Regions from separate parts of the Mus musculus genome. Here regions 1 and 3 are each linked to region 2. A link is a contact called in public promoter capture Hi-C data. All regions are on one chromosome and are shown on one strand. Each heading gives the region's core, a stretch centred on a gene start, on an enhancer-like site or on the middle of the called end of the contact. The rest is flanking DNA. Distances are from core to core; before and after follow the strand shown. Region 1 holds the start of Cpt1b (carnitine palmitoyltransferase 1b, muscle). Region 2 holds the start of Mapk12 (mitogen-activated protein kinase 12). Region 3 holds the start of Arsa (arylsulfatase A).

What was found. Promoter capture Hi-C pulls out the DNA fragments that hold promoters and counts their contacts.
Region 1: a contact with region 2 is called in a promoter capture Hi-C map of embryonic stem cells, with 5 read pairs. The contact joins the promoter of Cpt1b here to the promoter of Mapk12 in region 2. A contact is called at or near these places in 10 of 39 promoter capture datasets (the C10 cell line, the HPC-7 cell line, embryonic stem cells and 6 more), 2 of 484 Hi-C or Micro-C datasets (B cells and CD8 T cells), 2 of 115 datasets of contacts at active chromatin or transcription factors (double positive thymocytes and embryonic stem cells) and 3 of 9 other capture datasets (adipose tissue, liver and pancreatic islet).
Region 3: a promoter capture Hi-C map of embryonic stem cells shows a contact between it and region 2, with 7 read pairs. The contact joins the promoter of Arsa here to the promoter of Mapk12 in region 2. A contact is called at or near these places in 2 of 39 promoter capture datasets (embryonic stem cells and liver), 2 of 484 Hi-C or Micro-C datasets (CD4 T cells and embryonic stem cells), 1 of 115 datasets of contacts at active chromatin or transcription factors (embryonic stem cells) and 3 of 9 other capture datasets (adipose tissue, liver and pancreatic islet).

Annotation. Positions count from the first base shown.
Region 1 is chr15:89,424,338-89,427,780 of GRCm38.p6, forward strand. It overlaps Cpt1b (carnitine palmitoyltransferase 1b, muscle), which reads right to left and starts at 1,525. Exons shown (of 19, transcript NM_009948.2): 1 at 1,461-1,525; 2 at 851-1,010; 3 at 380-519; 4 at 1-105. The coding sequence starts at 991. Chkb (choline kinase beta) reads right to left here. Exons shown (of 11, transcript NM_007692.6): 8 at 3,224-3,332; 9 at 2,987-3,090; 10 at 2,474-2,555; 11 at 2,012-2,324. The coding sequence ends at 2,253. Gm44502 (predicted readthrough transcript (NMD candidate), 44502) reads right to left here. Exons shown (of 27, transcript NR_004843.2): 7 at 3,224-3,332; 8 at 2,987-3,090; 9 at 2,474-2,555; 10 at 2,151-2,324; 11 at 851-1,010; 12 at 380-519; 13 at 1-105.
Region 2 is chr15:89,138,991-89,142,602 of GRCm38.p6, forward strand. Mapk12 (mitogen-activated protein kinase 12) reads right to left here and starts at 1,713. Exons shown (of 12, transcript NM_013871.3): 1 at 1,358-1,713; 2 at 1,138-1,267. The coding sequence starts at 1,482. It overlaps Mapk11 (mitogen-activated protein kinase 11), which reads right to left. Exons shown (of 12, transcript NM_011161.5): 12 at 3,492-3,612.
Region 3 is chr15:89,475,612-89,479,171 of GRCm38.p6, forward strand. Arsa (arylsulfatase A) reads right to left here and starts at 1,813. Exons shown (of 9, transcript NM_009713.4): 1 at 1,539-1,813; 2 at 1-1,044. The coding sequence starts at 111. It overlaps C230037L18Rik (RIKEN cDNA C230037L18 gene), which reads left to right and starts at 641. Exons shown (of 5, transcript NR_077233.1): 1 at 641-674; 2 at 1,648-1,808; 3 at 1,931-2,036; 4 at 2,259-2,398.

The DNA.
Region 1 (3,443 bases), core at 275-2,774, 290 kb after region 2:
TTCAGGGTTTGTCGGAAGAAGAAAATGCCTGTCGCCCAGACTCCGGTGGAGAAGATGACCATGCTGAGAAGTGCCTCTGTCTGTGGGGTCCCAAAGTGGCCATACCTATTAGGGAAGGAGGACGACTTCAGGATATCCCTTTGAGGCTACCCTTCAGGGAATTCTGACTGCAGTTGTTGGCTGGGATCTCCCTCTCTCGGGGAAGAAATGGGAAAAGAACCTCTCTGGTCTGAGTGTACCAAATACAAACTGCCTTGGAACTGAGAGATGGTAGCCCTGTGAGAGAGACCCTTGGTCACCAATGTCCACTACAAGATTCCTGGCCTTGGGAACTGTCCTGGCTCTTCTTCCTGAAACTTGTGCCTTCCAGGTCCCTTACCTTTCCGGGAGGCATCTCTGGATGCAATCGACCAGTCCCATGGAGATGTCCACCTTGCAGTAGTTGGAACCAACTGTTGCCATGACAACAACCAGCCAGCTGGTGGGGCTGCCAGGGTACACACCCCTAAGGATGCCATTCTGTAGGGAAGAAACAAAGCATCGTACTGGAGTAGAAAAATATCACTAGGCCCCTGGGTAGTCTTGAGGAAGGGCTCTTGGTCTTTGCCTCATCCGTTCACGGTGTGGTGTTCTTCCTCCATACGCGTACACCTACATTATATTTCCCCACCTCGTCTTCATTATTCTGCCGTCTGCACCACTGGATAGAGGCTATCTACAACCACCAGCACTGCTTGCCCAAAGCAGAGACAGATGCTGACAATGAGACAGTTTCTGACAGCTGGCTTCTGCCTAGGCACCTGCTGGGAAAAAGAGGCCCCGGAGAACCACCCGGAGAATCAACCCACACCTTGATTCGAATAAGGCGTTTCTTCCAGGAGTTGATTCCAGACAGGTAGATGTGTCTCAGAGCCTCCCGACTAAGCCGGAAGTCGACCCCGTCTGGGGTCACAGTGAACTGGAAAGCTACTGCCTGGTGTGCTTCCGCCATCCTGGGGTTTATTCAGCACCTAACAGGGCCAGAAGGTGCTTAGTGTGCCCAGCCCAGCCCCGCCCCGCCCCCGCCCAGCCACCTCTAGCTGAGCCTCCGCCCCCCACCTCCCCATCTGGTCCTCGCTTCCCCCACCCCCTGCCCGGTCCCCTATGCGACCACCCCCCCAAACCCGCCCGTGCCCCAACGCTACGCGCCCTGCTGGGTCCTTCCAAGCCTGGCCAACCGCCGCTGCCACCGAACCCTCGTGGGGTTCCGGGCAAGCCGATCAGCAATGGTGCAGGAATCTGGCTCCAGGCGCCCCAAGGGCAGCGAAGGGCGGCTTGGGGGTCTGGGAAAGACGCCCAGGGAAGGGAGTGGCCCCAGCACTGTCCTCGCCCGGATAGCTTGGCTGAGAGTAAGGGTGAAGTGCTGTGGGATGGAATGGCTCTGGGTCCGGCTGTCTTCCCTGTGCTGGTCCCCAACTCACAGCTCAGGTTTGCTTCTGTCGGTGTATGGGTCTGGCCTCTCTGGCCCATGTCCCCACGTCCTTCAGGCCTGGCCACCCCTGCCAGGCCCCGCCCTGTCCTCACTGGGAACTTGACACCCACTCCCAAATTGGGGTGGAGAAAACAGATAGGGGTGGAAACCAGAACACCCTCCTTTTGGGGGAGCGCCTAGGGAGGGTGGGTAGAGTGTTTTCCCACAAGGTTGCTGGAAGGTCTGGGACTGGGGAATGGAGGGTCTCACGTGAGCATGGTTGCATCAGTCCTAAAAATAGCTGAATGTAGGGAAAAGGTCACCAGGAGTCAGCTCAGCAGCCTTTTCCCTAATTCCAGGGCTCAAGGTTGACAGTGGCCCTCAGGGACCACTGCTGCTCCAGCCCTCTTCCCCAAGTCCCCCTTTTGTTAGTGTAGGAGCCCAATCTTCAGTAGTTGTTACTTCTAAACAGAAGCCAGGGAGTATTATGGGATAGGAGACCTCAATGAGCGGAATGGACCCCTCCCACTTTTAAGCCCAGTGCACTCAACAGAATGTCACTTAAGTCTGTATTTGTTTAAGTTTATATTTGTGAAGTTCATTTATTTGAGTACATAGCCCCGGGGGGCTCTCAGATGCCCACCTTGGGCAAGTACTAAGAAAAGGCTACAGAGGTCGGCTATTTCAACAACAGTCTCACTTTGAGGCACAGCCCCGTCTCTGGGGGTCGTCTGCTCTCTGCCCCTCCCTCCAAGGTCCTGCCCCGGAGGCTCCAGGAGAAACTTGAGGTGGGGTTGGATCCTCAGGATGATGGGGAACTCGTCAGCTGGCCCTTCTGCTGGAAGTAGAACTGGAACCGAGATTGGGCATACTCCTAAGGAAGGAAGTCCGAAATGCAGTGTGAGAAGCCTGGAAAACAGCATTCTGCCCAAAGCCACCAGGGCCTGCCCAGCTTTCCTGGAGGACGTGACCGGAGCAACTCTGCAGCGCCCACCCAACATGCCCACAGTAGGGCTTACTTACCAAGTAGCCGAACTCTATAGTGGACATCGAAGCCTGCAGGGTGGACCACAGACCCCAGAAAAAGTGAGATGCCAGGGAGTACCTAGGGAACGAGGGTGGGAAGAGGAGGTGCGCTCAAGAGCCCATTTCACACTGCCTGGCTTCCAGCCCGGGCTGCCCAGCCTCCAAAATATCCACGGCTCTGCCAGTTCCCTAATCCCCGTCCAGACTGAGACTCTCTCTGACAGTCTCTGGTGTGGTCTTCTACCTCTACCCTGACACCTTACCTGCAGGGCTCCTTTTTCTTTTCCTTTTTTTTGTTTTTGGTTTTGTTTTGTTTTGTTTTGTTTTGTTGTTTTGTTTGAGAAAGGGTTTCTCTGGCTGTCCTGGAACTCACTCTGTAGACCAGGCTGGCCTTGAACTCAGAAATCCGCCTGCCTCTGCCTCCCAAGTGCTGGAATTAAGCACCACCACTGCCTGGCCTCCTTTTTTCTTCTGAAGGGTTTTCCCCTCCCCTTTCCCCTCCTTTCTCACCGACTGATCTCTAGCAGCAATTCTTCTTCCCGTTTCTTCTGTTCCTCTTCGGAGAGGATCTCACCCTTCTGAACCTCTGCCAGATAATGGCGAATAAAATGGAGCTGAGATCAATGGACAAGAGTCAGGGACTGGGGAGATTGGAATATCACCCTCTGTAGCCTTTATTCCTCTTTTCGAATGAAACAGAACAGGAAGCCAGAAGGCTTTTCTCTTCCCAACCTCCAGACTATATACCTGCTGTTCTCTAGTGGGGTAGTCCGTGGGTCTTGCTTTGTAGAAAGGCCATTCTTCATAAGTATAATCATAAACCCACTCACAAAAATGATTCCCAATGTCAAAGCCCCTGGGAGGATAGAGCAAACATTCAGTCCATGGGCAGCGGGGCTGTGGAGGTGAAGGGCCTGGCCTGTTTTGCCAGGACCCTGTAGGAACAGGACCCACAGGAGGCAGTCCT
Region 2 (3,612 bases), core at 463-2,962:
TTTGGCTTTGGGTTTGGGTTTCTCTGTGTAGAAGCTGGCTGTCCTAGAACTAACTCTTTAGATCAGGCTGGACTCGAACTCATGGGGACCATCTGCCTCTGCCCCCCCAGGTACATGTGCTGCCACTGCCAGGCTTACTGAGTTTGTTTGTTTGTTTGTTTACTGCTTCCAGCTTTACTGGGAAGCAAAGAAGCAGACCTAGCAGGGCTGGTATCCATCCACCAAATCAGTTGAGTAGCAATGAGGAAGCAACGGGGCTCAGTTTGCTGTTAGCCACGAGATGTTCATTTTTCCTTGGAGCTATTGACTCTGATGATCCAGGAGGATTGAAACATCAGGACTAGGGCAGCTGTACAGAACAGAAGTGGGAGGGACAGAACTCACAGGTTCAGGAAGAACCATATCTAATAATAATAATAATAATAATAATAATAATAACAACAACAATAACAATAATGTCCCTGGTTGGGAGGAATGCTCTGATGGCTAGCAATGGTGATGCAAGAGGCTTAGGAGTAGCCATATGCAGGTAGGACGGGAAAGGAGATGCCTTCTGTATGGGTGTGAAGAAATACACACCCACAACACTAATGGCGATGCTCTGCTCCGTAAATCCCTTTATCCACAGAGACCCAAGGCTCTGGGATGATAGAGCCAAGGCTGCACACCTCGAGTATCCTGCCTTGCCCTGAATGCCTAGGATCCTGTATGTCTGGAATAGAAGACTCGGGTGGTGGGCAAAGGGAGACTAGGGTAGGGTAAGGAAGTACCCCTTCCAGGAAAACCCTCCTCACACCAACCTGATTGTCCAATCAGGTTTTGGAGTGAGACCTGAGGAATCCTTAGGCCTAGACCATAACCTGACCACTGCCTGGGCTGCGAAGGTAGAGGTGGACCGAAGGTGAAACCAAGCAATTGAAGAAGAGGCTGAAATTGTAGTGTCACCCAGAAAGGGATCTGGGCTCTGCCTCTGCTTTCCTCCTGAAAGTTGTTGAAAGTTTACCCAAGCTGGGAGCTAACTAGGTAGGAGGTACCAGGCCCTTGGAAGCAGAGACTGTGGGCAGGATTTGCAGGGGAGGGCAGGATGAGAAGAGGCCAGCGCACAATATCCGCATCTGGGGCGGGCTTTAGACTCACGTTCTCGTGGCGCATGTGTTTGAGGAGGCGCAACTCTCTGTAGGCGCGCTTGGCAAACAGCTCCGACTGGAAGGGCCGGTACAACTTCTTGATGGCCACCTTGTTGCCAGTGCGGCTGTCTACTGCAGAGCTGCGGGGCGGACGGCTTGGCTAGCGAACCGGCCCCGTAATCGCCAGCTGCCTCCTGCCCTGCCTGCCGCCCCGCCCGGCAAACGCTCACCACACTGCACCATAGGCACCAGAGCCAACGGGCTGCAGGTCTTGGTACACGGCGCGCACCTCCCAGGCCGTTTTGGTCACCTCCTGGCGGTAAAAGCCCTTGCGGGCGGGTGGCGGGGAGCTCATCCCCAGCCGGAGCACCGCGCCCCAGGACCGGACCCGGGATCAGGGGCTCCGCCCGCGCGCCCCGGGTCACTGCGTGGCAGGGCGTACTCCGCGCCGGCTACCCGCCTGCCCGCCTCTGAGATTTTCCTTTGCGGGCTCTTCTCTCGGGGTCGCCACCCTGAACTCTCTATAACCGCCAACTCCCACCCGACCCTTGTCTCTGGCCCGCAAAGTGGTCCCTCCCGGCCCACTGACCAACCGGCCCCCAGGCCCTGAGCACGTGACACCCCCGCCTGCCCTCGGCCCCTGCGGAAACCCGAGGAGGCCTCCGGGGTTGGGCGGAAGGCTTGGAAAGGGGGGGTTGTGGGGGAGAGCTGCTCCATAGCTCAGTCTCGACCTGAGATGAGAGGAGGCGTTGAAACACCCTGGCCAGCCTACACCCTCGCTAGACTTCTTGGCCCTTGGGTCCTAGCAGGTGCCTCTCTTAATTCCAGCCTTTCCTGTCCTCCCAGAACGTCGGACCCATTCTAGGCAACTTGAGACCACCAGGTTCTACTCAAGCCCCAGGTCTGGTCCACCTGCCCATACACCAATCATACCCCATCCCAAATGGTTCCTTTTACTGGCTCAACTCCCCGTCTTTCCCAAGGATGCCCCGCCCCTGGGGCTGATCCGTTCGCCTCCTTCTATATGGAGGAGGGATTTGGTTCAGTCTCCCAAACGTCTCAGGTTGCTTCCCCAGCCCCATTGTTGTGGCCACTGGCTCTCAACTTCCCAGTCTAAGATCCAGAGGGATGGGTCCTATCCTATCGGCCCTTCTAAGACTCCTTCACACCTCTGTTCCACCCACCCCAATCTGGTATGTGGAGTGGCCGCTTCAAGCATTGGACAGGACTGGTCTCTGTGCTTTCCACCTGTTGTCCAGCTTGGTCTTTAAAGCCCAGAATGAGCTAAAAGTGTGCCTGTCCCCGAAAAAAAGGGGGGATCCTTACGTGCTCATTCTCTCTGGGGTCCCGTGTAGACCTGAACCAGGTGCTCCTGGAGGGTCAAGCCAACATCCCTCCCAGAGCTGAGTAACCAAAGTCTGTTCCAGGATCTCACTGGCTTGACCAGTAGTAACAAGATCCCCAGAACCCCCTCTCTCCCCCTCCCTCCAAGCCTGCCTGCCTGCTGCCATGAATCAGCAGCTCAAGGCTAGCCAGAGCAACTTTACACCTGGGCTGCTGCTGGTGATGTGGTACATCCGCAAACTGACAAGAGCGAGCAGGGCAAGCTCAGGGCCAACACTCAAACTACATCTGCCTGGCTCCTGTGACCTCCGTGCCCTGGGAGGCCTCCAGACACCCACCCATACCACCCAAAAAGCTCCCCAGTTCCCCTCCTTTTCTGTAGGGGACTGATCTAGACCAGATTTTGGTACTAGGGCCATGTATTTGGGTTTGCTCCCGCTCCCAATCCCCCAACTTTGGACTTGGCTCTTGCCTTCTAGGTCCACCCCCCCACCCCACCCCCGGCCCCAACCTCCACCGCTGGACCAGTTGCCAGACTCAGATCTCTGGCGGTCCAAGATTCAGGACATAGACATGACACATGAGCTGTATCCTGGGCTAAAGTTGCCTTTTCGCCTTAGTCAGGAAGGAAAGCTATTTCCCATATCCTGTCCAATCCCTGAGGAAGAACAGATCTTTTCTCTAGGGACAATCCCCAGCCTCACCAGTAAGAGGGAGCCAAGTCTGTCCACCATTCCTAATGTACAAAGTCCCTAATGTGCAGGGACCAAAGTGTGCTGGCTCTTACACCTTTTGCCCCTTCTAACCAGTGTGTCTTGTCCTGCACTGGTCTCCTGGGTTCTTCACACACACACCCCCAAGAAGCTGCGATAGTACTAGAAATGACTGCTGCTCTCATTGAGTGATCAAGGGGCACAATAAATTCAAAGTCGGTGGCGCTAGCAGGAAGTGTACGGAGGCACAGAGATCCAGCCACCCCTCCAGGAAGCAGAATCAGTAGAAGCAATGGGATCCAGAGCCTTTTGCACAGACAAGAGCAAGAGGGATGCCCCTTTATTGTGCACACTCTTGGTGCAGGCACTTGACATCCAGAGCCCCTTGGTCCCTGATAAGCAAGAGATCATTGTCTCTTCAGGGAGGC
Region 3 (3,560 bases), core at 563-3,062, 340 kb after region 2:
GGAGCCGAGGTCCCCATAGCCCAGGTCATCCGCAAAGATCAGCAGGATGTTAGGTGGGCTGGCAGTGCTCAGGCCTGCAGCCAATGCCAAAAAGAGGGTCCCCAGGGCCATGACAGAGATACAGATGGGCCTGTGTCCTCAGTCCCTTGGTAGGGAAGGCAGAGCGATTCCAGCAGGCTCGTTCCTTGAGCGCCCAGGCCAGCCCCTACCTGAGGCCCCAGTCCCGAGCCCTCCTCCTCCCCTGAGCCGCCAGACCCAAATAATCCTTCTGTCTGTAGGTCCACTCTCTGAAGCTCCAGCGAATCTGTCAGAACTCGGAAGGGGGTGGCCTGGGGTGTAACTCCACAGAGCCCCTAAAGGACCAGGGCTTCATTAACGTCACGAGCGGGGATCTGACCCTGTTCACCCAGAGGTGCCAGCACAGGCTTGGGATCAGGAGCAGAAGTCACTTCACATTGACCCGGGAGGCTCCAGCGCCATGGGACAAGGGCGGTTCGAAATTGAGGAGGAACTGGTGGTAGACAGCGTCGATCTCAGGCAGTCTCGGATACGCCCGCGGTCACGTGACAATTGGCTGACCCAGAAGGGGCGGGCTCTGGGACTGGGCGGTACAGAGTCGGGGCTAGGTGGAGCTGGGACCGGGCGAGGCGGAGCTGGGGAGCCGAGCCAAGCGGGTTTGTGTGCCTATGGGAACCTTCCGGGTGGGGCTGCTGCGGACCTGGGACCGGGGCGGGATAGGGTGAGGCTGGAGATTGCTCGCGTGCTCCCGATCCTTATCTGCGCCGGTTGGGGTGTCCCGTGCTGGGCTTGGTAACCTTACGTTCTTTGCTCCTGCGCGCTAGGCTCAGGACTGCCTAGCAGTGCAGCACTACAGCTATCTGGCTCTCCTGCTGTGTCGCTCTTAAATGCGTGTCTGGAGTTCCTCTGGCGAATGGTGGGCTGTTTGTCTCATTTCCTCTGATGAGATACTTGAGGGATCCTTGTTGAAAAAACATCAGCATCCCCCTTCTGACTGAGCAAAGAGGCAAAAACCATGGAGTCTGACTGCAACAAACCAGGAAGACAAATCTGATTGGCTGCTGGCTTTTTGCTCACAACCACCTTTGGTGAATTTTGTGAAACACAATGTATCAAATTATTTAAAAAAATCCTTTCCCTTCTACACGCGTAACTGGTGTTTAAGGTTGAGTGTGTGTGTGTGTGTGTGTGTGTGTGTGTGTGTGTGTGTATCTGTGGTGTTAGAGCTGGGATGTGTGTCTGTGAGTCTGGTGTTTGAGAAGGGTTGCTGGGTTCCTGTGTGGTATAGCTTAGGGCACATTAGTATTGAACTAATGGGAAGACAACATGACTTGTTTCTAACTCTTCATTTATACATTATTGAATATAACCTTTTTTTCTTATCAGTTTTAACTGTTAAGGGAGACTAACAGATATATCCCTCAGAGGGTGGAAGGGTGGGTTCTTAGTGTACTTTAACATCTAAAGGTCCCTGTGGTAACTGGACTTCCCAGATCTCCCCGCCCCCAAAAGCCCCTGACCTGAGTCACTTTTCCGGAGCAAGTCTCTTCCAGGGTATTTCCTTGCAGGTGGCTGTTCCTAGGGAAGTCATTTGTCCAGATTCTTGGCTTTGATTCCTCTCCAAGACAGAGTGGCACTCTAAGACCTCTGGCGTCAAGATGGTCACGACCTGCGCACCCAGGAAGGAAGACGCTGGAGCCAGGGGGGAGATAAACAGGGTTCTGGAAGGGCCTCCCGACTACAGTAGCGGATCAGACTCAGGATCACCCAGTGGTCTAACACAGGCTCAGGTCAGGAGCAGACAACACGTGACACTGAGTTGAAGGTGCCCTCTGGCAAGCAGAATGAGGGTGGTTCAGAATGACGAGTAAACTGGTCATTGATTTATTGATTTTTTTTTTTTTCACTGAAGCCTGGCTCTCTGGGCATCTGGAATTCTCCCGATGAAATCTGCAAGAAACTGCAGGAGGAAAGTTCGAAACTGCAGAGACCCCAGAGATGGCACAGGAAGGAGCTGGGTCTGACTGAGGCTACTGCACACCTCATGTGAAGTGGGGGGTGGCTGGGGGCGGGGGGGGGGGAGCAATCTTCAGTTAGTGGCTCTCTTAGTGTCACATTCCAGCACGGTTTCTGGACTTGTGCACGGGTGGGGGTTGCCGGTAGTCCTTCTATTTAGAGTCAGGACAGAAAGCTCTTCTGTGGCCCAGAAATCTTTGAAACTGTATTTGGATCTCTCCCAGCTGGTGGCCACTGTGAATTGTAATTTGAAAGGAATCAACCAGAAGCACTTTCTTTCCGTTGCTAGCTGGGGAACTACCCCAGGACCTGCGCATTATTCTCTGGAGAGCCCGAGTGGGGTTGCGATGTTATGCAAATCGAGGTACGTTTCCCCTGGGTTCTTGGGGGACTCAGGTGTGTGTACACGTGAAGGTTGCTTGGGCTCAGCTCTGACCTAGAGCTGTGGAAAACTTGGAAAGAGGTATCTGCCTGCCGCCAGCTCTGTTCAAAGCTGAGCACTGAAGGCCAACCTGTCTTTAGAGATGTGAACTCTCTCCCACCCCCACCCCCCCTTTTTTTTCCCACAGAGCCCCAATTGGAAGTAGCCTGCTAGGGTTGGTTCAGGAAGTGGCTTCAGATGATGCCTGGGGCCTTGCTAATTTTGGACAAACACCCACAGTTGAGAAAGGAGCCTTGCCTTGGGAGGCAGGTCTCTTATTTCTGTACCTTGCTTGCAAAGGGATAGGAGAGGCCTCTGCATGGGGGTAAGATGGGGTGATTGAGTTGCAACAGTGGCCTGAGTAGAGTACTGTGGCTGTTCTTGCATCAGTTTATGTGGGGACCTAGGACGTATCAGGCCTCCACCTTCCCTACCCTACTGCCTCTCATCATGGTTATGTATAGGCGTTGAGATGTACAGTGCTGATCAGGACCAACAGGGTAGTTCTAACAGAAGAGCAAATATCTTAGGCAAAAACAGACCTGATGGAGTCCTACCTGGTTGACCATGTGGGGTTTGGGGGTCTGCTGAAGGCAAGTTTTCAGTTGAGTTATGATCAGGGGCCAGGCTTTGTCATAATCTCTAAAGGAAGGGGAACCCTGAGACACCCCTTCACACATATGCTCAGAGGAAGAAGAGTTACGGTCAGATGACACAACAATAACCTCTGGTCATCAGCTGACCTGTGAATGACATCTTGCTGGGCAGATAACGAGTTTCCACATGCAAGACCTACTATGATTGTAGTTTATAGCATTATAGGAAAATGAAAATAGGGCTAGAGAGATGGCTCAGTGGTTAACAGCACTGACTGCTCTTCCAGAGGTCCTGAGTTCAAATCCCAGCAACCACGTGGTGTCTCACAACTGTCCATAATGAAATCTGATGCCCTTTTCTGATGTGTCTGAAGACAGTTACAGTGTACTTACTTATAATAGTAATAATAATAATAATAATAATAATAATGTCTTTAAAAAAAGAAAAATGAAAATAATTGTAAGCATTTTATTAGGAGTGCTGGTTCTTCTACAACAAAGTTCTTTCC